7 separate regions of the Mus musculus genome follow, and all the other regions are linked to region 3. A link is a contact called in public Hi-C, HiChIP or PLAC-seq, Micro-C and promoter capture Hi-C data. All regions are on one chromosome and are shown on one strand. The core of a region is the stretch at or near the end of the contact, and the rest is flanking DNA. Distances in the headings are between cores, read along the strand shown.

The links. Promoter capture Hi-C pulls out the DNA fragments that hold promoters and counts their contacts. A called contact is a pair of places that touch in the nucleus more often than the background predicts. HiChIP or PLAC-seq counts read pairs in DNA pulled down with a chosen protein or histone mark. Capture Hi-C pulls out chosen DNA fragments and counts their contacts.
Region 1: a contact with region 3 is called in a Micro-C map of embryonic stem cells, with 2.1 times the contacts expected there. The contact joins the promoter of Zfp710 here to the promoter of Ticrr in region 3. A contact is called at or near these places in 3 of 484 Hi-C or Micro-C datasets (all in embryonic stem cells) and 3 of 115 datasets of contacts at active chromatin or transcription factors (the SCID.adh cell line and embryonic stem cells).
Region 2: a Hi-C map of erythroblasts shows a contact between it and region 3, with 2.3 times the contacts expected there. The contact joins the promoter of Abhd2 here to the promoter of Ticrr in region 3. A contact is called at or near these places in 3 of 39 promoter capture datasets (liver, pre-B cells and stem cell-derived epiblast-like cells), 3 of 484 Hi-C or Micro-C datasets (CD4 T cells, CD8 T cells and erythroblasts) and 3 of 115 datasets of contacts at active chromatin or transcription factors (bone marrow-derived macrophages, memory CD8 T cells and pancreatic cancer cells).
Region 4: a promoter capture Hi-C map of pancreatic islet shows a contact between it and region 3. The contact joins the promoter of 5430400D12Rik here to the promoter of Ticrr in region 3. A contact is called at or near these places in 3 of 484 Hi-C or Micro-C datasets (the G1E-ER4 cell line, adipose-derived mesenchymal stem cells and cortical neurons), 1 of 115 datasets of contacts at active chromatin or transcription factors (embryonic stem cells) and 2 of 9 other capture datasets (adipose tissue and pancreatic islet).
Region 5: a Micro-C map of embryonic stem cells shows a contact between it and region 3, with 3 times the contacts expected there. The contact joins the promoter of Fanci here to the promoter of Ticrr in region 3. A contact is called at or near these places in 5 of 39 promoter capture datasets (the C10 cell line, embryonic stem cells, fetal liver and 2 more), 7 of 484 Hi-C or Micro-C datasets (the G1E-ER4 cell line, LSK cells, embryonic stem cells and 1 more), 12 of 115 datasets of contacts at active chromatin or transcription factors (the SCID.adh cell line, astrocytes, embryonic stem cells and 3 more) and 2 of 9 other capture datasets (adipose tissue and liver).
Region 6: an H3K4me3 HiChIP or PLAC-seq map of embryonic forebrain shows a contact between it and region 3, with 3 times the contacts expected there. The contact joins the enhancer-like site here to the promoter of Ticrr in region 3. A contact is called at or near these places in 4 of 39 promoter capture datasets (the HPC-7 cell line, embryonic stem cells, hippocampal neurons and 1 more), 3 of 484 Hi-C or Micro-C datasets (the G1E-ER4 cell line, the HPC-7 cell line and palatal mesenchyme) and 5 of 115 datasets of contacts at active chromatin or transcription factors (embryonic forebrain, embryonic stem cells, memory CD8 T cells and 1 more).
Region 7: a promoter capture Hi-C map of pre-B cells shows a contact between it and region 3. The contact joins the promoter of Mfge8 here to the promoter of Ticrr in region 3. A contact is called at or near these places in 5 of 39 promoter capture datasets (the HPC-7 cell line, liver, pre-B cells and 1 more), 3 of 484 Hi-C or Micro-C datasets (Sertoli cells, embryonic stem cells and natural killer cells) and 1 of 115 datasets of contacts at active chromatin or transcription factors (embryonic stem cells).

What each region holds. Positions count from the first base shown.
Region 1 is chr7:80,024,444-80,027,758 of GRCm38.p6, forward strand. Zfp710 (zinc finger protein 710) reads left to right here and starts at 1,785. Exons shown (of 5, transcript NM_175433.5): 1 at 1,785-2,040.
Region 2 is chr7:79,271,521-79,274,675 of GRCm38.p6, forward strand. Abhd2 (abhydrolase domain containing 2) reads left to right here and starts at 1,746. Exons shown (of 11, transcript NM_018811.6): 1 at 1,746-1,819. Gm31510 (predicted gene, 31510) reads right to left here and starts at 1,509. Exons shown (of 2, transcript NR_169073.1): 1 at 1,447-1,509; 2 at 172-337.
Region 3 is chr7:79,658,857-79,662,195 of GRCm38.p6, forward strand. Ticrr (TOPBP1-interacting checkpoint and replication regulator) reads left to right here and starts at 1,340. Exons shown (of 22, transcript NM_029835.1): 1 at 1,340-2,146. The coding sequence starts at 1,484.
Region 4 is chr7:79,918,702-79,922,115 of GRCm38.p6, forward strand. 5430400D12Rik (a long non-coding RNA gene) reads left to right here and starts at 1,948. Exons shown (of 2, transcript XR_003946805.1): 1 at 1,948-2,238; 2 at 2,348-3,414. It overlaps Ap3s2 (adaptor-related protein complex 3, sigma 2 subunit), which reads right to left and starts at 1,939. Exons shown (of 6, transcript NM_009682.3): 1 at 1,808-1,939. The coding sequence starts at 1,876.
Region 5 is chr7:79,390,241-79,393,753 of GRCm38.p6, forward strand. It overlaps Fanci (Fanconi anemia, complementation group I), which reads left to right and starts at 2,098. Exons shown (of 38, transcript NM_145946.2): 1 at 2,098-2,151. It also overlaps a transcript of Rlbp1 not described here.
Region 6 is chr7:79,361,612-79,364,949 of GRCm38.p6, forward strand. No RefSeq gene overlaps it. Among named protein-coding and RNA genes, the nearest start is that of Gm24224, 9.4 kb to the left of the region's middle. Within about 2 kb of position 1,975, at least 137 of the 459 cell types and tissues checked have an H3K27ac peak or open chromatin away from gene starts, as enhancers often do. A contact at or near this core is called in the G1E-ER4 cell line, the HPC-7 cell line, embryonic forebrain and 2 more, where this site is marked.
Region 7 is chr7:79,147,521-79,150,903 of GRCm38.p6, forward strand. It overlaps Mfge8 (milk fat globule-EGF factor 8 protein), which reads right to left and starts at 1,540. Exons shown (of 9, transcript NM_001045489.1): 1 at 1,375-1,540. The coding sequence starts at 1,447.

The DNA.
Region 1 (3,315 bases), core at 535-3,034, 370 kb after region 3:
TGAGCCTGAAATCACGGGGTCCTTCTTGCTGAACCAAACTCTCTGGCTTCTGTTTTCTCACTCCTTGCCAGAAATAAATCATGTTCTGAGTGACTGGAGTCATTGCTCACAGCTCCGTGAGCTGGTGTAGGGTGGGGCGAGGGGCAGTGGCCTTGGGGCTCCTGTCATTAAAGACCCAGGCCTTTGGGCTGGGGGGAGGGGAAGGAGTGGCTGGTCCTATCCCTGGGAGGCTGCAGTCATTGGGGGAGAGACAATGGGGCTCTGCATCTGCTCCTCGCTGGGAGAAGGGACCCTCCAGTGAAAAGCCAGGGAGAGCAGGGAAGTGTGGGAGGAATTGATGAGAAGGGGTGGAGCCAAGGAGATGCAGCCCGGAGGAAGGAGGGAAGGGGAAGGAAGAGCGCAGGGAGGGGAGAGGATCCAGGCTTCCCTTCAGCTCGGTGACCTGGTCCGGAGCCACAGCTTCCCTCGCTTTGTCTGGGCCCGCCGAGACCTCACGTTTCTCGCCCAGCTGCAGCCCCAGTCCAAGGGCCAGGCATCCAGCAGGTGCTCAATACTTACTTGGGAAAATAAGAAATGTGGCCAACTTTGCTCTGGGAACTTTTCCCCCGTGTTGTCTCCACTCCTCTGGAGAAGCCGAAGACAGAGCTGGTCTTGGGAGCACGCCCAGGCGCCCCATGAATAATTGACCCTTGGTGGCGACACTGCCCCGCTCTGTCCGCGGGCTCCGTACCCGCCCATGCGTCGGAGTCGAGCGGCGCAGCTCTTGAGTGGCGGGTGTCCGGGAGGTTGGAGGCGGGGTGTCCGGCCTGTCCCAGAGCTGGGAGGAGGCCAGGCTATGCCGAACCCCGGGCCCCGCGGGGAGCCACAAGGGCCCAGACCTCAGCGAACGACCACGCCTCGGCGCCCTCCAGCAGTGCACCCCGGGGTCGAGCCTAGGCCCTGGGCTTGGGGAGGATGCGAGGGACCCCGAACTCCTCTGAACCCCATTCGCACCCGGGTCCCGGTGATAGCAGCCGGGGCCGTTCCCTCGAGTCTGACCGTCCAGGGCTCTGCGAACAGCTGTTTAAAGGCTCTTTACTGTTGAGGGCTCTGCGGCGACGTTTGCTCTAAGTCCCATCTGCCCACTTAAAAAATATATTAAGTGAAGAGCACCCCCAGCTTCCACCCCTGACTGGGGAGGGGGCAGGTTGAGCCCTAACCCGTATTCGGAAGGACTGGCCACTCGGGCTCCCCCGACCCCAACCCCCATTAGCTCTTATTTGGGATAGGGCACCCCAGACTTCCTGGGGGCTGCTCTCTGGAGCCCCCTTTGTGCCTGGCAGGGACAGCCCCCCCATTTCCATGCGAGGTTCTGACGCTCCCTTCTCCCCCGCTTGTTAATCTTTGTTCCCCTTTTCTGCTGAGAGGAGGGGAAAAAAAAGAGGGAGAGGGCGAAAGAAAAGAAGGAAAAAGGCGTGACTCGATTTTCAAACGAAACTCCCACAGCAAACAAAACCCTTTTAGAGAAATAAAGGAGGAAGGAGGAAGAAAAGAGGGAAGGGGAAGAAAAAAAAGAGAAGCCTCCAGGCTTGCAATTCGAGTAGGAGAGTTGCAGCGAGAGAAAGAAAGAAAAGAAGAAAAATCCTCTCTGCGGTAGAAAGAGAAAAAGAAAACTTGGGCCGAGGAGAGGGGGGTGCTGGGGGGGTGGAAGGAAGTGAGAAAACAAAAGAGAGATAAAAGGGCTGCTTTTCTGTCTCTCTTCCTCTGCGAGCAGGCTTAGGAGGAGCTGTTTAGCATCCCTTCACGTCAGCCCTGCCTCATTCCCTTCTTCCAGGGAGGGAGAGAGCGCGAGCGAGAGAGCGAGCGAGCGCGAGAGAGAGCAGGAGGGAGAGAGAGAGGGGGGGAGAAAGAGAGGAGCCGGAGGGAGGGTGGCAGAGCAGGGCGGGCGCGCGTGGAGGCGGCGCGCAGCTGCAACCCGGGCGGTGGGCAGCAGGAGCCCCCGGCCCGCCCGGCCCGGCCAGCCGAGGGCCCCCAGCGCGAGGAGCCGCGCCCGGACCCAGGGTGAGTGTCCCGCGAGCCCGCGGCCCCGCCAGCCCCCGGGCGGCCCGCGGCGGGGTGGCTGGGGGGCGCGGGGGTGGGTCGCTGCGGCCGCGGTCGACCCGCCCCCCGCCTCTCCCCGGGGACGGCGGCGCGCAGGCAAACATGTCGTCTTTTCCTTTCACTTCCACATTCCCTCATGCCGGAGAGCTGGAGCGAGAGAAGGGGAAAGAGAGAGAGATGGCGTCTGGAGGGGGGGAGGAGGAGGGAGGAGAGGGGGAAGGGAAGGAGAGAGGAGAGAGAGAGACAGAGAGAGAGAGAGAGGAGAGAGAGAGAGAGAGAGAGAGAGAGAGAGAGAGAGAGAGAGAGAGAGAGAGAGAGAGAGAGAGAGAGAGAGAGAGAGAGAGAGAGAGAGAGAGAGAGAGAGAGAGAGAGAGAGAGAGAGAGAGAGAGAGAGAGAGAGAGAGAGAGAGAGAGAGAGAGAGAGAGAGGCACAGGCAGAGAAGCAGCAAAATGAAAGGAAAGCGCGGCGGTAGCGTGGGAGGCCGGGGAGGCGGCGGCGGCGGTCTCCGGCCCGCACGTGGGTGTCGCGGCGCTCGGGGATGCTCCCCCCGCACCCGGCCCGGGACTCAAAGTTTCACCCTTCGCCGCCCCGCCCCTGCGGCTGCCCACAAACTTTTTACTCCGGGAGCGGGTGGGGTGGCCGCGCGGCCCGGCCGGCAGGGTGGCTAGGGCTCAGCGCGCAGCTGGCGTGCCGGGCGCCCCTCGAGGGCAGCGGGCGTCACCAGCGCGGGACCCCGGCCCACCTCGGTGGCCCCGTCTCCGACCTGTTGAAGGCGCACCCCCCGGGCCGGGAACCGGTGGGCAGATCCCCACGGCAGATCTCGAGCCTCCCGTGGCTCGGCCTCCCTTCCTCGCCGCCCCCTCTCCCTCTCCTCGCGGTCATTTTCCTAATTGGACGGAGCTGTGGGGCGTGATCGTCGGCGTCAGACGGAGGAGCCCCCCGAATCGGGTGGTCTTCCCTCCACGACTCTCAGACCCCACCGAGCCGGCCTCGGTGCTACCCCCCACCCCTCCGCCCCAGCTGCGGACTTGCTAACTCGTGCGTAGCGGGTTGTTGGTTTTCTTTCTTTTTTTTTTTTTTTTTTCAACTTGCCTTTTAAGATGACTTTTATGGTCCCTGCAACTGCTTCCCTCCAGTCTAAACTGTAGTTTGGGAAGATTTAAGAGGCCAGGGAGGTGCTTGTGTGGGCTTTAACTAATCCAAAACGGTCATTAATGTATCTCTACGCCCTGCGT
Region 2 (3,155 bases), core at 496-2,995, 390 kb before region 3:
TTAATATCCTTATCTGGTGACAAACCCAGAGCTCATCTCTCACGGTCTAAACCATCTCAGCAGAAGAGAACTCATGACCATGGGGGAGGTTGTTTCTTAGTGAAATCCTTTGCTACCAAAGCCTGGCCTTCTCTTTGTCAAGAGAGAGCAGATTACAGAGGAATAAATAAATATTGAGGAGAAACTTTATTGAGGTAACATGACAACTGGGGGAAAACCGAAGAGCAATGGAGCCTCTCCTCCTCTCTACTGTCCCACAGTTATGGGTGCTTTGAAAGGTCTGGGGTTCAATGCAGTTCCAAGAGTCTTTCCGTCCACACTCTGGGGTGTCCCATACCTTCAAAATGAGAAATGGGGGAGTCTGAGGGATATTTTAGAGGGACTTCTGGATCCGCACTAAGTAGCCTTCAAAGGCTGCTACTTGCTCACATTGCTTTGTTTGTTTGTGACAAGGCCTCATTGTGACAGAGGAGGACTCATTATGTAGCTTCAAAGTAAAGCAATCCTCCTGCCTCAGCTTCCTGCTGGAATAACAAACAGGAGACCGGTGCTGGCTCCTCCTCCTTGAGTTGGCTCATGCTTTCCTTGTCGGGGTCCGGAAATGTATTAAGAGAAAATTTAACATTGCTTCAAATCTAAATTCCTTCCTCTGGCTATGTGTTCCTTCTGTCTCCTGCCTCTTCTCTTGGAGCCACACTGCGTGCCTTGGCAGTGTGTCGGTGGCTGCCTCACTGGAGCTCCCTTTCGGGTTGTCAGTATTCTCTCCATCAGGCACGTGCCGTTGCGAACAGAGCCTCAGGTTCACAGAATGGTAGAACCCAGTCTAGGTGCATGGATGGAGAGGGTGAGTGATGAATAGCTAGTCTTGATAAACGCCCGTGGAACACCACGCACTGTACTGATCTTCTATCAGCAACCAGCACTTACCAAATATAGTCAGTGAGAACTCTAAAAGGCTAAAAGGCACGGCCAAGACTGCAGTCTGACTTCAAAGGTCACTTCTTCCAAGTGGCCTCCAACCACAAGGGCTGGTTAAAAGCTGAAAGATCATAGGGACTGTAACAGGTCCATAAAGTCCTGCATGTTCCCACCCACTTCCCTAGCTGAAAGAGGTCAAAGGCTGCTGCCTCCACCTCTTTGTCGCCTCCACCTCTTGCTTTCTGGTTTAGTGACTCACCACCTCTGCTCTACTAAGTTAGGACTCCACACTTCAAACACCTACGTCCTGAGCTACAGGTTCATCTTCCTGGGCACACCAGTGCTGAGAACCCCACGGCTGGGCTATCTCTTTCCCCAGTTCATCTCTATAAGACTCCGGACCTTTCTGCCCCAGAACTCAGAAAGCCATCACAATAGGCCCTCTCCTCTACTCCGTATCATCAACCATCAAACATAACCCATCCTTTAGCCGGCTCCCCTTATCCCGCCCCTCGGGGAGGACCTTACCCAATAGCATCTAGGCCCACTGGCTAAAGACATCAAAAGTAACCAATTATAGGAGAATTGCCCGCTAAGAATCTCCGCCTCCACCTTGAGGAGCAGTCCTACTGACCAATGGGCCACCATATAGACGCAACAAGCGCGATGAACAAATAGAGTGGCGGCTGGGTGATCCAATGGACACTGGGAGAGCCTTGCTTGGGGGCGTAGCAGAGGCGGTCGTCAGGGGCGTGGCGGCAGTTGCCTGGGCGGGGCCGGTAGCGGCGGGAGCTGCGCTGGCCAGGGGTTCCGGCTGTATTTCTATGAGCGCAGCCGGCAGCTGCGGAGCTGCGGGAACCGGACTCCGGGCGGGTTGGACTGCTGGAGTCAATGAGAGAAGGTAAGACCTCGGCTGGGCGAGTTCCACCAAACAGGGATCGCGCCTTGGATGCGTCGGGCCAGAACCCCGAGTTACCCGGTCCCCAGCGTGGCTCGGCCCATCGCGCCGCAGCTTGAGTGCTCCGGATCCGTGGGGACTGTTTGGGGGACTGTCACCTGGCACTGCGGGGATCTAGAGGGCCAGCTTGTCTGATGACGGGGCAGCCCAACCCATTGGTGGGATACGCCTTCCTAAAGGTCCTTTGTCCTCTCCTGCTCGAGGAACCGAGGTTGGGGACAAGGCCGACGGAGGCCTCCTGGCTGCCATCCCTCGCTCTGATCAATGCTGAAGTCTTGGTCCTGGGGGAGGTATCTGGCCGGCCAGACTCAGGGTAGAGAGTGCAGGATGCTGGAAACCTGAAAGGGCCTGACTACAAGCCCTTTCGATGGGCCGATGCATTTTGGGATCCCGGGGCTCACCTACGACCGATGGGTTCAAGTTGTAGGGAAGCAATTTTTGACCTACTTGGAGGCGCACTTTATTGAGCTTGTGGGGCAACTGTTCTAGGTGCTTCGTGGGCTTTCCCCACAAGATCTGTCCAGCAGCGCCCCGGGCTGCCTGCCAGGCCGAGCAGCCAGAGCATCGACCTTGGAAGTGCCTAGCCAGAGGCCAGATGATAGCCACCTGTCTGGGATGCTTAGGAAGGGGAGAATTGTATGAGCCATCTGTGAGGCCCTTCTCCATCCACCCATGCACTCTGAACAACATTTATTGACTGTATCGAGGATGGGACTTACCGGAGTTGGCTAGATTCCAAGGGGATGTTGAATACACCCATAATGATCTTTTTTGAGGTCTTAGCTCTCAAATGCATGTGTGCATGCCTGCGTACAAATGGAATAGATTATATTGAATGCTGAGTTAATCAAGTGGTTCACCTTAAGTGCGCAGTTGGGGGTTCCACTTTCTGGTTCCTCTTTTGTGGTGCCCTCACCTCCAGCTGGTCAAGTTTTACCTGGCCCAGAGGCAGGTTCCAAGAACAGGCTTGGGAGAGATTGCAGGATTGGCAGAGTCAACATGATCTGTGCCCAGAGCTTTTCAAGGACCATTGGGTTACAGTCACACTAAGCAGAATGCATTTCCCCTCCTCACTGCCTCCCCTCATTTGCTTGACTAGGAAGGACATAATCCTCTGAAGGTCGGGAAGCAGAAGAAATAATTATAACCCGCTTTACCCAGGTGAAGATAAATGAAGCTTTGTCCGGGTAGGCAGCCAAAAGCAGCTCAGTCCACGCTGCTGGCGGTCAGCATGATATTTAGAAGCCAAAAGGCTGATGCTCATCTAACTCTTCCCCCT
Region 3 (3,339 bases), core at 90-2,589:
AAAAAAAAATCCACTGGCCAGAGATGAGACCAAGAGGGAGCATACTTGCTAACAACATGCCAGGCTGGGAGTTCCATCCCTAGCAACACCTCCCTGCCCCCATATACAATAAAGTTAAAAAGAAAGCGGGAGGGGGGAGGAGGAAGACACGAATGAGTGTTGGAGATGTTGGTTCAGTGCTTGACTGTCCAGCATTCAGGAAGTCTTGGGTTTGATCCCCAATACCCCATAAACTGCGTTTGGTGCAGGGGCATGTCTACAGTCCCAGAACTAGGAAGGTGGAGGCAGGATGATCAGAGAAGTACAAGGTACAGTTTGAGGCCAATTTGGAATATAAAAGAAAGTCACAAAAACAAACACACAACAAAAACAAGTAAAACAAAACCAAGACTTCAGAAAACACTAATCTACTGAATGGATGAGCTGTAAGAAGGCGGGTGCTGGAAATCGGACGTTCTAGTGTTTTTTTCTGCACCCATTGGACTGGCTTGCGTACTCTCTGGTGTGTTCACTCCTTAGTTTGTAAAACAGCCTCCCCAGGTGCTCTGCAGACGTCTGATTAGGTATCTTTATATTACATTTTCCTACCTAGGACCCGTATTGCTCTTCTGTCACTTCTCTTTCTTCCCGAAAACACTTCCCTGCCTTCCAGACCTTTACAATAGAGTATCCGAGGTCCTTCCACTATGCTCCAGCCTTGCTAAGTAGCCCCTGCTGGCTTGGAACCTGCGATCCTCCTACCTCCGTCCCTCGAGTTTGAGGATTATGAAATGTTCCTTTCGTCTTTTACAGAAAAAAAAAATTAAGCCCTCCGTCATAGGCTAAAAGACTTAAGAGTAGTCTAAAGTGAACTTGACTCAAGCATCCTAAACCCCTCACTGTGCACATCCCAGGCTTCAGGGTTCTAGTAAACACGCCCCGCCTTCCGCAGGCGACACACACACTCACGTACGCGCGCGCGTGTACAGACACACACACACACACACACACACACACACACACACACACACACACTCACTCACACTCACACTCACACACTCACACTCACACACTCACACTCACACTCACACTCACATCTGCGCACAGTAGCCCAAACGAAGGCTTCCGCGCCCACCGCCACGCCCCCGAAGTACCGCCTCTTTAAATTTTAAAACGAAGGCTCAGGCCAATGAGAACTACATTTCTCCCGGAACTCAGCGCCCCGCCCACCGCCACACCCTCCACCAATCAAGCGGAGGTCTTCCACACGCCTTCCAGTTAGGGTTAAAGAGGGAAGTGCTTACGTAACTTACGTTCAGCCTGCAGCCAATAGGAGCCGAGTTTGGGTACCAGCTCCTCCAATAGCTGCAGCTGTCGGAGAGCGCGGGAGCCTTCGGAGCAGGGCCTCAGAGAAGCGGGCAATGGCGCTGGTTCTCTGAAGAGAGTGCTTTACCTCAGGAAGGGCCACGCGCGGCCGGGCAGAGGGAGTCCCGTGGCGGCCGAGATGGCCTGCTGTCACAAAGTGATGCTGCTGGTGGACACAGCGGGCGTCTCTGCTCCTCATAGCCCGGCCCGACGCGCCGCCCTCCGGCTCCTCACTTACCTGAGCTGCCGCTTCGGCCTTGCCAGGGTCCACTGGACCTTCAAGTTCTTCGACTCTCAGGGGGCACGGAGCCGGCCCTCCCGCGTGTCCGACTTCCGCGAGCTGGGGAGCCGCTCCTGGGAGGACTTCGAGGAGGAGCTGGAGGCCAGGCTGGGGGATCGCCCTCCCGGAGCTCACCTGCCGGGCCCGACGCCCAGAGCCACCCACACGCACGGTGCCCTGATGGAGACGCTGCTCGACTACCAGTGGGACCGGCCGGAGATCACGTCGCCCACCAAGCCGATCCTGCGGAGTAGCGGCAGGAGGCTGCTGGACGCCGACGGCGAGGCCAGGGAGGCCCAGGCCGCGCTCGGGGGCTTTGGGAACGCCGTCTTCCTCCTGGCGCCCTGTCCTCACTCGCAGAGGGAGCTGCTTCAGTTCGTGTCCGGGTGCGAGGCACAGGCTCAACGCGTGCCGCTCACCCCCAAGCAGGTGATGGAGAAGGTGTTGCCCAAGAGAGTCCAAGAGGTTATGATCGCCCGAAATATCACCTTGTACTGGGTGGACACCACCGAGCGATCTAAGGTAAGGTGAGAAGCAGTCTGGATCCGGTCCGCAACTCCCCGACAGCTGAACTTGTCAGGCTCCGTAAAGTGCCACAGACCCAGAATGAACCCCGTGTGCCTTCCGAGGGAAACCCTTGCGGGTCGCAAAGGACAGCGTTCCTCCAACAAAATGGGTAGATTCTGGGTACCTATTAAATCCGAGTGTGGAAGAGCCTCTGCGCTTTGGTACCTGGGTGCTTTTGCGTCCTTAGTTTTGCTACACAGCACTTGTATTCCAGCATGGTGGAAGCCTGGTTCAGCCAGGCTACAGGACTTGGCCGCTTGTTTTGTCTAGTGCTGCTGTGTCTTCCTGGACCTCTAATCCTCTCCCTCTGAGGCAGTAGAAACCTCTCTTAACCTTTGTTGTTGGCCCGGCCTGATGACGCCCCAGCCCTCAGGAGGCAGAGAGGCAGGTCTCTCTCTAGTTCTAGCCTCCATCCAGGTCTATGCAGAGAGGCCCCATCTCCAAAACAAAAGCAAACCCCTTTGTTGTTGTGGCCTGTGCTCTTTCTCTATTGTGTTCCAGTTGGACACACCAGACACACCTGTCATCTTCCATTTATTCTAAAAACACCACCTCAATGACTGTCCATGGAAAGCTGAGGCAGGACTGTCACAGTGCAGGGCTAGCCAGGGCTGCTAGATCTTGTTTCAAAAAAAAAAAAAAAAAAAAAAAAGCAAACAACAAAAATCTCACAGTTACAGGTCTTAACTCCGTTTTGTATTTCCCCACAATTTAACATTGTGTTGAGGAAATATTTGCTGATTAAATTAATCACTTTTGGGGGGAGGGGGAGGTTCGAGATAGGGTTTCTCTGTGTAGCCCTGGCTGTCCTGGAACTCACTTTGTAGACAAGGTTGGCCTTGAACTCAGAAATCTACCTGTCTCTGCCTCCAAAGTGCTAGGATTAAAGGCGTGGGCCACCACTGCCTGGCTATTTTCGGGGTGTGTGTGTGTGTGTAAATTAATCACTTTTTACAAACTTAGTCTTAAAACAGCTAATTTGGATTTTTTTGAAGCAGTGATGCTTCTTGCTTGAGTAAGTGCTATGATAAATGTGTGTGTGTGCTTGTTTTGAAACAGACTAGTGTAGTGTAGTGGCCTGGAGCTCTGTGTAATGGATGATAAACTCTTGGTCTCCTGCTTTCATATGTATATAAAGATTTTTTTTC
Region 4 (3,414 bases), core at 698-3,197, 260 kb after region 3:
ATCAAAACCATTTCAAAAGGCGATCGATTTTCATCCACTAAAATGCCTTCAATAAAGACAACATGGCTAGGATTATGCAGCTCAGTGGTGGAGGACTGCCTAGAAGGAGGGGTGCTCTCAATTCCCTTCCTAGTTCAGAAGGAGACATGAAGAAATTGCAATACTGATACATTGCTGATAACAATATACAACTAGGAAAACACTTTTCCAGTTCCCCACTTAGTTATTATGTGGCCTAATGATTCTACTACATATGAAGTCAGGAGAAATAAAAAGAAATGTCCATACTAAAACTCAACACATGAATGTTCAGAGCAATTACTGGGAAACACAGATGACCAGCAGAGCACAGTGGTGCATGCCTATAACTCTAGGATGTGGAAGGCTGTGGTAGGATCTCTTTTGGTGGTTGGTTGGTTGGTTGGTTGGGTTTTGGTTTTGCTTGCTTAGGGACAGGGCAGTTGATTGTGAACAGGGTAGTTGATTATTAACAGTAAGTTTCTTTAATAGAGATAAAAATGTTCTCAAATTGTGACAGATGCCACTAAACTGCATACATTAAGTAGCTGTATAGTGATTTTTAGCTCAGTGAAAAACTTAGAAACTAGGAGAAACAAATGCACGTGCAAATTGAAGTTGTAAACCCTGTCTTGAAAAACATAAACAACAAAAAATTGAAGTTGTATTCAGTGTTCTATTTAAAAACGTAGTTGGAAAATCCTATTTTAAAAAGCAAATACTTTTCATTTATGATGAAAAAAGGAATAAAAGACCCAGAGACATTTCTGTTTGTTTGTTTGTTTTTCAAAACAAGGTTTCTCTCTAAAGCCCTGGCTGTCCTGGAACTCACTGTGTAGACCAGGCTAGCCTCGAACTCAGAAATCCACCTGCCTCTGCCTCCCAAGTGCTGGGATTAAAGGTGTGTGCCAGAACCGCCCGGCAAGACATTTCTTAACGTGTACAAAAGGTGGGGCTGAAGCCTGAAAGTCTTCTGATTTTATTCCCTCTCAGACAGAACCAGTCTCTCAGGAGGATATTTTGAAACCTAACCACGAATAAAATATTGGGGTACAGAAGGCAAAGAACGGCATCTGCGTTTCCCCAAAGGAAATGTTTCCAGAAAATTCAAATGTGCACGAACATTGCTGAGGCATTCCATGATGGCATTTGTTTATTTGTTTAATTATATGATTTCTTAAGATGCGGTCTGGTGTAGCTCAAGCTGGCTTAGAACTAGCTGTGTATCTGAGGATAACTTTGAAGTCCTGATCCTCTCGCCTCCATCTCCCGAGTTCTGAGCTTTGAGGTGTGCACCACTACAACTGGCATCTTGTAAAAATAGCTCATTTCCCCCTAATTTTAAAAGAGACTTTCTGCAACCTTACAGGATAAAAAGTATCCCAACCCTGATAAGTGCCAGCCAATGCTGAAGCAAGTGATTCCACGAAAGAACTTCTCTCCATGCCCTTGAGAAAAAATAAACGTAAAAGAACCCAACGACCAGATCATCACAAAACTACGCTCATCAATTTAAAAAACAAAACAAATACAGAAACAAAAAACTAAAGACAGAGGCTGTCACCCAATATCTCAATGCGGCACACTGTGTACTGAGTCTGTCCCTAAGACCCAAGGGAAAGTGTCACAAAACACAGAAAAGCCAAGATCCAGGAAGGATGAGGGAGGAGCAGGGGGGTGGGTCATGCACGGTGCCAGAGCAGGAGATGCTGCTGAGCGCGGCTGCGGGCCGTGGGGAAGGGATGGCTCTGGTGCTCCGCAGGGGCATGGTTGGTGGGGCTGCACTCACAAAACGCTGGTAGAAGCGGACCAGCCGCGGTTTTCCATGGTTGTTGAAAACCAGAATCGCCTGAATCATCTTTGCCGGTCCCGCTTCTCTCGGTACCACCTGCTCCAAGAACGCACCTTCTTCCGGCACAACACGAACACTTCCTGTTGGTGTCCCGCTGAAAGCTGCTCCCGGAAACTTAGTCTCGGTACCCCTGGGCACCGAGCACTAAAGTGTCCTGCCGCTCTGGCACCCTGAGAGGTCGGCGCGCTTTCCTGGGGAGCACGGCTGTAGAAGCCCAGGAGCACGGTCGCCTTGGCCAGCCTGGGAACGAATCCAAGCCTGGCTGGGACTGAGCCCCTCATTCTGGTTCCATCCTGGAGCCAACCGTGTCGGCAGCAAGCATCGAGACTGGCAATTCCTGCCAGCAGCCGCGCCAGTTTGAGGGACCAGTAGGTGTTTGTGTTTCTTCTTCTAACCTTGGACTAGCAAAAGCTAGGCTTTTATGTTGCAGTGAATTAGGCAAAAGTCTGCCAGTCAAACGGTCATTCTCTCCTTTAGATGGTGAAAGTTGACATCATACGGGATCTCTCATCCAATCCCACATAAACGGAACGGTTGGTCTCAAACTGGTAACACCTTTTCTCATTTATTTATTCATTTAGTTATTCGTTTGTTTGTTTATATGTTATCTTTCTTTGAAACGGAGTCTCACTGTGTCGCCCTGCCTGGCTTTGAACTCAGAGATTCGCCTGCCTCTGTGACCCTAAATGCTGGGATTAAAAGCCTGCACCACCACATACATCCCTGGGATTTTAGTAAATAAAAATTCAAATGACTATTGCATTGAAGTGGGACAAAATGATTCAAATGTTGGACGGAAATGTCAAAGACAATTCTAAAACAGAGTAGCAAGAAGGAACCAGCTTTGCCCACCAATCAAACCAAGCAGGATAATTTGAAGTATGTTTTAAAGTTACATTTATATGGATTTTTTTGGAGAGGACCCACGCGCCTGCAACGGTGCATGTGTGGAAATCAGAGGACAATTTGGGGAGTCAGTTCTCTCTTGCTGTGTAAAAGATCTAATGTAAGCCATCAGACTTGGCAGTGCCTTTACCTCACAAGCCTCAAATCATAATTAAAAGGTGAAGTATTATTGAACTATAACACAATAGTCTGTGGTAAACAATTTTAAAGATTTAATTTTAATTATGTTGTATGTGTATATGTCCAAATGTTGCTTCAGGTGCCCTCAGAGACTAGAAGAGGCCACCTTAGAGCTGGAGTTTATAAGCAGCTGAAGTGAATGCTGGGAGCAACTCCAGTCGTTTGGAAGAGATGTAGTCTTTCCAAGCCCTTGGCATGAAATAATTTTAATATATGATGTAGGGGCTATCATAGTTTGGCTGTAGGAAGGAATTCCACAAGTGCTATTGAGATAACTGATTAACACTTTGAAGAAAAAGCAGCTTAGTTTTTTCATACTTTCATATATGTTAGGGCCACAGTGGATTAAAGAGGTAAGGAAAAAACAGAGTAAGGACCTGGGAGATGGCTCCACAGGCAAACTCACTTGCCCTTTAAGCCTGGCAAACTGAATTCAATGCCCAGAACCCAAGAGAGGA
Region 5 (3,513 bases), core at 848-3,347, 270 kb before region 3:
GATTACAAATGAGCGCCCCTTAAGTACCTACCTAGTGGCTCACATAGGGAGTCTAGCTGGTGAACTGAATGGGGAAAGATTAGCTGCTTAGTTAAGGAGGTCTGCCCCTGAGTGGAAAAGCTGATGCTAATCCAAATCTATCCTTTATCTTACTAACACTGTTAATGCTGGCCAGCCACGTGTTGGAGCATATTCGCAATCCCAGGCACTTGGGAAGTAGAAGCAGGAGGATTAGGAGTTCCAGGCCTGTTAACACCTTAGCATTACTTCTAGGCCCCGCCCAGCAGTTACCTAGCAACTGCCAGGTAAACTGGGGTTGCTATAAAAGGGACTGTTTGGTCTCTCTTCACTTTCTGACTTTCTCTCTCTGACCCCCTTTTCTCTCTCTGACTCCTTTCTCCCTCTCCTGCCCCACTCCATGTTCCTGGCCAGCGTCTTCTCTTTGTCTCTTTGTTCCAGCTCCATATCTTTCTCTCATTCTATCTCTCCCCTCGCTCTTTCTCTGTCTCTACTCCCTTCTCAACCCCCCTTCAACAGAATAAACTCTATGCTATACTAGACCTATGGCTGGTACCTTGCAGGGAAGGATGCCTTAGCGTGGGCCCACTGAGGTACCCTAACCCACTGCACCGTACCTCGCTCTTTAAAACATATTGTTGACTTTACAAAACACATCAAGGCCAATCACAGTTATGTCGCAAGTTAAAACCCAGCCTGGGCTAAGTGGGATCCTGACTAAGAAAACATAAGCAAAAAGTTAATGTTGCCGGGCGTGGTGGCGCACGCCTTTAATCCCAGCACTCGGGAGGCAGAGGCAGGCGGATTTCTGAGTTCGAGGCCAGCCTGGTCTACAAAGTGAGTTCCAGGACAACCAGAGCTATACAGAGAAACCCTGTCTCAAAAAACCAAAAAAAAAAAAAAACAACAACAACAAAAAAAAGTTAATGTTAATAAAAAAACAGGTAGCCAGGCAATGGTGGCACATGCCTTTAAACCCACCATTGGGAGGCAGTGGCAGGTGGATTTCTGAGTTCGAGGCCAGTCTGATCTACAAATTGAATTCCAGGACAGCTAGGGATATACAGAGAAACCCTGTCTCAAAACAAAACAAAAACCAAAAATTAATAAATAAAATAAATTAAAAACAGGTACTATGTTATTCATGTATCGGGGTAGACATTCATACAAACAATTTAATAAGTGTTATTAGATGCACACATGGAATGCTTATTTAATCTGTATAGATTGTTAACAGATTTACAGCTGAATGGTGCAGTCCTAGAAGGAGTTTGGAACTAGAAGGAGTTTGGAAGGAAGGTTTTGTGGGAAGATGGGATGAAGCCATCTGTTTCTTTAGTGAAGTAAAGGATTCCCCTCAGGGATCGCCCTCACCCTCAGCTGCTGGTTTTTAACAACTTCTCATATTTCAGTGTGGAGACCTAAATGTAGAAGAGTGATTCCCGAGAGGAATCCTTTGCTTCACTAAATAGTAATGCCTCTGCTTCTCCTCTACCATCCTAAGCACCTTCACATGCTTAGCTAGCCAGGAGCTTGTTGATTCTGGGCACTGTGCACAAGCTGCACCCTCAATCTAAAGTAGAATTTCGGTCCACTGCTTCATTGATCTTGACGGTGCACTCAGGTGGTTATTTACGAATGTATTGAACATTCACTGCTTCTGGGACGGACGGACACACACACTCACACTCACACTCACTCTCACTCACTCACTCACTCACTCACTCACTCACTCACTCACTCACTCACTCACTCACTCACTCACTCACTCATGCGGGCGCGCGCGAGGTGCTTCCGATGCAAAAGACCTGACCCTCCATCAATTGGTTCAATCTCTTCTGCACTGACTTCAACTACAGAGCTCTAAGAAAGCTTAACCCGGCCATACCATAACGCGCATGCTACTCTGAGGTTCCCCCCAAAGCGTGTGAGCCGGTTGCACCTCCCTCTCCCGCGAATTTGGGCCATCATCTCCGCAAAGATTCCCCCACTTTGTCATCTAAAATGGTACGCCCTACAGAGTTAGGAAGTCGGAAGTGCACCTCGGGGGCGGGACCTGTTGCTCTGGGCAACGGAAGTGCGGCTGCGTGGAGTAGAGCGGGAATTTTGGAAGGATCCCGAGCTGAGGTTGAGGTGACTGTTCAGGGTCTGTGCTTACAAGGAGGGAGGAAGTGGGACGGTGAGGACAGGCAGGGTCCCCTTGCGACGTGGCGTCCCGCCGTGCCTGGTTTCTGCGCAGGGGTCGGGGACATCAGCTTTGGCGGGTTTTTGCGAGGCTCGCTCCGTTCTGCCCTCCCTATTGGCCCTGCCCTGCAGTGTCAGCGCCTGCTTCTGGAGGGTCCCGCAGCCGGGTTTCGCGCGTGGAGCCCAGTGCCAGTGGGAAGAGAGGCCATTGACTTCGCATAGGATAGGCAGGATACTCAAGACGTGCACTGTCGAGCAGAACGGAGCTCCAAAAGCTAACGACCCCACCAGATGTTTTATTTAATTTCTCCATTTACATAGCGTTTATTTTAATATACAAAGCAATCACCCAGCCACCACTATAAGCACTTAGTATATTTTCGGCACCGTATATAGAAGTTAAGGTAGTAAAATCTACATTAGCTGCCTTATTTTATAGTTTCTGTTTCCTTTTAGTTTTGTTTTTGAGTCAGTGTCTTATATTGGCTACAGAGTGTGCCTGGTCATGTTTCCACCTGAGTGCTGGGATTACAGGAGAGCATCAACATGCTAGGTGTATACAAGTCTAGGGTTATGACGTCATCCAGCCCAGGGCGGCAGGCCTGCTAGGCAGTTCTACCGGCAGAGTTACGCCCTCTGGCCCACATCAGATATTTCTTATGTCCTTAATATAAGCTTGTTACTGTGCTCAAGATAACGATAAACCAAACTGGAAATACTCATGGAACTGTAGACCAGTGGGGGACCTAGCCATTAATTTAAAATGTAATATTAGAACTTGCCGGGGGAGGGAGGGGGGCTGGTGAGATGTCCCAGCAGTTAAGAGCATTGACTGTTCTTCCAGAGGTCCTGAGTTCAATTCCCGACAACCACCTGGTGGCTCACAACCATCTATAGGAGGATCTGATGCCCTCTTCAGGCAGGGGGATGTATATGCAGCAGAGCACTCATACATCAAATAAAATTGTTTAAAAAGTTAGTGACATTGTGGAAGGAATTTCACTGGTGTTTGTAGAGGAGGTAACACCGGAGCATCTGAGAGAGAGTGAGTTGAGCCGAGGTCTGAAGACTTTGTAGAAATTGAGAGCAAGGATGGGTATCTTTGTTTCAGATGAGAAATCGTTTATAAGGGTGTTGGGGATTTGAAGGACAGAAAACAATTTATTGTTCTTAGAAGAGTGATAAAATCAGAAACAGAATTAGCTCTGTGTACCTTTTCACGACCTCCGGCTTGGGTGGTGGTTACGTGCATAAGAACATCCTTGGTAGAGAAGGAGTGAAACCCAGCATGAAGCACCCCAGCTTCAGAGT
Region 6 (3,338 bases), core at 725-3,224, 300 kb before region 3:
GGTTATTGTTTCCTCTGCTTCATCTCTGTTGGCACCAGGACAGCCCAAGAGGTGTAGTCGTGGGTCTGTGTGGATGGTAAAGGAGCCACCTGAACACCTCAGGGCTTCGGGTGGAATAGAGCGTGGGCACTGGCCCGAGAGACTGACAGGAAAGCCTGTACATGAAGCGCTGTTTTCTGACAATCACTAGATCATCCCAGTCGTCACTGAGATGTCTGCAGCCTCCAGTTTGCTTTTTGCTATAATTTGTCACACTCACCAAATCCTGTCCCTGTGCCCCTCTCATGGTGGCCATTTCTCTGTTGCATTTCCCTTAGCACAGATTGGCACTTTATCCTTCATCCCTCAATTTGGAAGTGAATCCTTCTCTATCGATTTTTCCCTCCACCCTACCGCAGCCATAATCTAGAAGCCTCACACACAGTTCCTGTTTCCTGCCTTCATCCCTGAAGACTTTTAATGAGAGCAATAAGGTCACAGAGTCGAGTCACCGTCCCTGGAAGTGAGGGGCTCCCTTTGCTTGCCCGAGGCCATCTCTTCCCAAGTCCTGACAAAGCTTGGGTGCCCCCTTTTGTCATACTTAGGAGGAAGTGGGAGGTTGTCCTGGGAGCCTGGTCCAAGCAACAGGCCTGGAGGCCCACTGGGGAGAGGTGGAGCTGCCATACGCCTAGAGATCCAGGCCCTCCCTGGGGCTGGGGGAGGGGACGTGTACCAGCTGAAGCCTCCTTAGTGTGTCACTCTGAATGGCACTGGCATTCCATTTTGCTTCACATGAAATCAACTGAGGCTCTTTATTTAAGTTTTGGGCTCTCAGACATGGAAATGAGACCGTGACCGTGGCAGTCGGACAGGAAAATTCTTGTTTGGCCCTGAATGAGAGTACAGAGGCATGACTGTGGAGGTGCCAGCTTTGCCTAATGAATGGGAGGACAGCCCTCTATGTAGGTCGGCTGCTTTCCTTCCTCTGGGCTGCCTCGCTCTAGCGTTTAGAGAGTATTCTGTTTTTAAATCAAGGATATAAATTACATAGATGTAGACAATTCTGTGGCTGGAATAACATTAAGACCCAAGTGCGGAGTGCACCTATATTATTCCAGTTGTACTCCCTGCTTCCCAAATAATTGGAAACCATGGACTTCAGTCAAATTAGGATTACCTAGCATCAAAATGATGATCAAGACTGCCTAGTTAGCAGGGAAGCTTGCAGACTTGAACGCCCGTTCTTTCCTGCACCAACTTTGTGTCTTCCATGCCAGAGCAGAGTGAAGGTGGAAAACGTGTCAGTGTATCCCTCTCACGCCTGTGGTATCCTACACTCACAGGGAACCTTGGGATCTACTGAAACATTCCTCTAAGGGTGTCTTCCTTTATTCACATGGTGTTACAGAACCAGCGTCAGGAGACCTGGTTGCTCACCCCCACTGGCTCTGACTCATGCCGGACACACGGGCAAGTCACTTCACCTCTCTTGAACCTGTTACCTTGTTCTATAGCATCTCTGAGGCTGCTTCACTCACTTGTGAATCATTCTCTCCATCATTGTTAAGTGTGTCTGAAGTTGCACGTAGAAGGGAGTGAACCCTGACCCCTAAGCTCATCTTCATCTTAAGAGAGAGAAGGCGCGTGTGCATTCAACTTTTCCTAGTTAGGACACGAGGCAACATCCAAAACCCCGTCTCTGGCCTCTCTTCCTAGTCTTGACCGTCATGACCGTTTCCTTGCTATTCTGAGGGTAGTCTTGTGACTGTAGCGGGTGAGAGCCACAGTAATGAGGAGAGTGCCTCGGTCTTCAGTGTGACCAGGCTAAGGGTGGATGGTTGCCAAGCCAGAGGTCCTTCCTGGGCAGGCTCGCTCTGGCTCAGCTGAACCTTCTGGGTGGCTGAGCTTATCTGGCTGGCATCCGGATGAGAGCCCTCTTTGTAAGTGGCTGACTTGAGATAGAGTTTGCCAGGTCCGGAGATACAGAGCACGTGTTTATGTTTGCCCCGGAAGCAGGTGTTAGAGATGTGAGAGGCTTTTCTTTTCCTGTGGCCTTGATCCTGACTTGAGTGACAGTTTTAAAAGAAGGAGGAAGTGGGTGTGGGGGTGTGGAGACAGGACTTGTGGAGTTGAAGGAACCCCTGGGTTTTCTTCCTTTAGGCACATGAGAGAGTTCTTAGGAAGCATGTCACCTCAGCATCCTGTCACAGTATCATCTGGAATTGTTTTCTTTACCCACAAAGCCTTAACTTGCCTCTAGAAAATCCCCTGGTATGACAACATTGTGGCCTAAGAATTCAAACTCTTCTCCTATGAAAGTCTGAAGCAAAGCCACAGCCAAACCAGAGAATTTCCTCAGGTGGCCTGGAGGCTCCTATGACATCACCCCCACCTCTCACCCCAACAACATGAGTGATCTGGATCTAAGCCCCTCCACCCACCCGTCGTCTTGGCCTTACTCTCTTTCAAAGCCACATTAGATCACTCAAATGCTTCCAAAAGGGGCCTGCTTGGCATTTAGAGACCAAGCCATTGAGGGCCAAGTTTCTTCCACCTGTTAGCTAAGCAAAGGACAGTTGTCCCCTCTGCCTGGGGTCAATTTTCCCAAACTATGTTTATAGCTAAGGACACAGGAGCAGGCCCCTGCTGGCTAAGGAACCCCAACAGCATCCAGAGCAAAGGCTGCTCTGCTGGCCTTGCTGCCTCCAGGTGCTACAGCCCAGCATCCTCCTGAAGTGGTCCTTAGCAACAGGCTACAGAGTACAGCTTGCCAACTATCCCCAGACACCCAGAACACAGACAGCTGTCTCCTTTGGAAGAGTCTGTCTGCCATGTTTTCCAGCTGTTTTTTTCCTAGCGTATACATAGGTAGAGCTTTCACCAATGCCTAATAAAGAAGCTGAAATCAATTTCTAATTGGTAGATTAAGACTGACATGGCGAGGTTCAGAAAATTCACAACTTTTTACTAGACTCCTGTCAATTAGGAAATCTATAACTGGTCCCCATTAGCCAAGTAATCTTCTGTTGCCATAAATTGGGGACAGTCCATTTCTAGCGCCTATAGGATCACCCTTAGTCTCGGTGGGCATTCTGCCCCCCAGACCACAGACACAGAGCAGTCAACATCACCTGAAATCATTGCTGACCTCCTCGGTCCCCAGGGCCAACCGCCACTCTCCCAGGCTGCTCTCCTGAGGGAACCTGGTTCCTGGTGATAGGAGCTGGGCTCGCTTTGGTCTTCATTCTGGCCTCTTTAGTTTTCCTAAAGCACAAATCCATGTAGTGCCCTGTTACCTCTCCACACCCATTCCAGGTGACCTGGCTCTCTCCCGCAGCCTCAGGCAGACCTTCACTATA
Region 7 (3,383 bases), core at 290-2,789, 510 kb before region 3:
ATTAATGAGCACCAGCCCACACAGCTTCACCTCAGCAAGAGCCCTAAGGCGCTGTGGCAGAACTATTAGTCACTTGCTTTAAATAGCAGGTTAATCCCTTCTGACCTGGAAGGGCACAGTCACAGCCTCACGTGGAGGTTCTGGATAGGCCAAGGCCTAGGCACCCAATACCAACAAGGGCCCCGCTTTCAGCCTTCCCTACACCTGCACCAGGAACCAAACCAAGGGTTCAGAGAGGAAATCAGAAAGTGGAAGGTGGCCAGAAGCAGTGGCGTTGGGACTGAGGCTGGCCACCTGCATATGAGACCAGGAGAGGCCAGCTCCTCTAAAAATCCTATGGGATTTCAGGGTCCTTCTCTGGGAAGTGTCTCCAGGAACATTTGGCCAGGGTGCAGGTTGGGGGGGGGGGGGCAAAGAGGAGGGGTGGAAAGGGTCAGAGGAGACCCAAGCATCTTTCCAGCTGAGTGGACAGACCAGGAGTTTCCAGGTCGTGGAAGCTTGGGGCACCCAATGCCTTCAGCTCCAACCCCGAGGTCAGATCCTGTGCTGGGCGACAGAACACAGCTGTGATCTCTCCTGCCTGTGATCACTCCAGTCCCGCCGCCAGTCCCGTTTCTATGAGAAAGGATTTAGGGGCTGCCCCACGTGGGCACTGCTTTTTCATGATGAACTCTCTCCAGCAGCATCCCGCAAGAAGCCCAGACGTCTACTGGGGACCTCAGAGCAGAGGAGGAGGAGGAGGAGGAGGAGGAGGAGGAGGAGAAGGGTTAGGGGAGATAAAGCAGCTGGCCAAGGTCAGCCGGGGGCAGGAAGCCCTTTTCTAAGTTCCAGACCAGCCCCACCTACAAGCCAGTCTCTCGCACTGACCCCTCTGTCATTCCTTCCCTTATCTGATCAAACACCAACAAGTGGGACACAAAAGTTCATTGGATTCTCTAACCAGGCGGGTTCAGGACAGAGTTTCAGGTAACGTTAGCTTGAGTTGTACCCGCACAAGAGTCCTAGACTCTCCCAAATTGTTTGGATTGGAAAGCAGACACAGTTCGGTGGCCTCACTTTACAGACGCGGTAAAAAAGAAAGAGGCACGACGCAGCGGATTCCTTTGTTATGTGTAAGTCACATCCCTGAGGGGGCCGGGGGGGGGGGGAGGCCAGGCTGTCACCGGGTGTCCAGGGTCACCACTCAGTGCAAAAGCTACTTATCACAGCCCCAAGGCCCCAGGGCAGAGAGCACAGAGGCACGTTCGCCTCTCCTACCCCTGAGCGTCCCCCTCCAGGCTCTGCTCAAGTTTGTCAACAGTAGGAGTAGAGGGAGGGCGTCGCTGAGAACTTCCGAGCGGCGGGCAGAACAGGGGCGAGGCCAGAGGGACTCACCAGACGCGGCGAAGAGGCCAGAGGCGCAGAGTAGCATGCCGCACAGCGCGGCCAGCACACGGGAGACCTGCATGCTGCGGGACGCGGGAAAAGGTCCACGCGCTCTGATGCTGGGACTCGAGAGTTCCTGCGTCCGCTCCTCTCACTCCGGAATAAATCAGGCGCCTCAGCTCCGCCCACTGGCCCAAGGGCTCCGCCCCGTACAGCCCCGGGCGGACTCTGGGCGGAGCTCCGAGACCACAGTGGGAAGAGGGAGGGCTGAAGTGGGGGGTCCAGTGCCTCAGCCTCCCGGCGAGCCACGCCCTGATGCCGCTGCCAGTCCTCAGCCTGAGGCCAGGCCCCGGCTTCCTGAATAGACTGGACAGGGGGAAATTGCTCAGGAGGAATTTTAACAAGTGGCTGGATAATGGAGTGCTTTCCTAAGCATGCTGGAGACCCTAGATTCGATCCCCAACCCAGCAAAGATAAATAAAATAAAATAATCCAGGAGTGGTGGTGGCTCACGCTTGTACTCCCAACTGTTAGGAAGCTGAATCAGGAGGATCAGACAGTTCCAGATCGGATCCCCAGAGTGGGCTCCATCCATATTGAGTTCCAGACTAGTCTGGGCTATAGAATGGGACCCTGTTTCCTAAATGTGTGAGTTTATTGATTATTTGTTGTTTAGTTAATTAAAAATAACTGTTTAGAGTTTAAATGCTAATTCTTATCTGTAATCAGAGAACAGCAAATTCAGGCTACAATGAGTACAGTGTTTCCTCCTTTATCAGATCGGCAAGTGTCAGGCTGTTAACAGCAGAGGCTGTGGGGCAAACAGGCTGAGGCACGCGGACCTTGGACAGAGTATACGCCAGCTCAGCTTCTTTATTTGGTAATGTCTTTCAAAATGTCACATATCAACGCCTTAAGACCTAGCAGTAATGCTTAGAGATGCACAACCATTCCATTAGATAGACATCTGTGCAAAATGACACTACAGGATGACATAACGTCTTTAGAAACCATGAAAAGGCCAAAAAAAAAAAAAAAAAAAAAAGGAATTGGCAAACTTGTGTAAAAGTCCCAAATTAGAAATATTTTAGGATTTTGGCCACTGTGGTGGTTCAAGCCTATAATGCCAGCACACTGGATTATTAAAGGAAGTCCAAGGCTAGCTTGAACAACATGGTGAATCTTCAGCTACCCTAACCACCAGAATGAGATTCTATCACAAAAAGAGAGAGAGAGAGAGAGAGAGAGAGAGAGAGAGAGAAGGAAAGAAGGAAAGAAAGAAAGAAAGAAAGAAAGAAAGAAAGAAAGAAAGAAAGAAAGAAAGAAAGAAAGATAGAAAGATAGATAGATCTGGCTAAAGAAATGGCTCAGTGGGTAAAGCATTTGCTGAGCGAGTGCGGCTACCTCAACTCAATCCCCACAAATCGATCAGGAAGGCAGACAGAAGCAGAGAGCCCAAGTCCACAAAGCTGACCTCTGACCCACGCACCCACCCAGTGTCACATGTGTGACCACACACATACACACTAATGATAATGATGGTAATAATGATAATATGATAAAGTTGTTTAAAAGCTTCTGGCCTGTAATCTCAACACGTGGGAAGTGGGGAAGTTGGACCAGGAATTCAAGGTTGTCCTCAGCTAGACAAGGAGTTGGAAACTGAGCTTCAGCTATGTAAGACCCAAAGCCTCAAAATGATAACTGCAAGATGATGGTGATGATGGTGGTGGTGGTGGTGGTGGTGGTGGTGGTGGTGGTGGTGGTGGTGGTGGTGACTATACAAAGTTTTAGGATTTGTGAGCTATAAGATCTTGGTGACAAGTATAAGAAACAGCCTTGTCCCTGGAAAGCACCTGGACTGAAAGAAAATGAGTATTACAGAGCTGACAGAGGAAAGAAATCAGAGCCTGAAAAGGAGGGGCTTGTCTCTAGTAACAGCAGGCCATGGATTCTTTTTTTTTTTTTTAAATCCTGTGTACACAATCCATTTACACATAAGTATTTTAATAACAGTA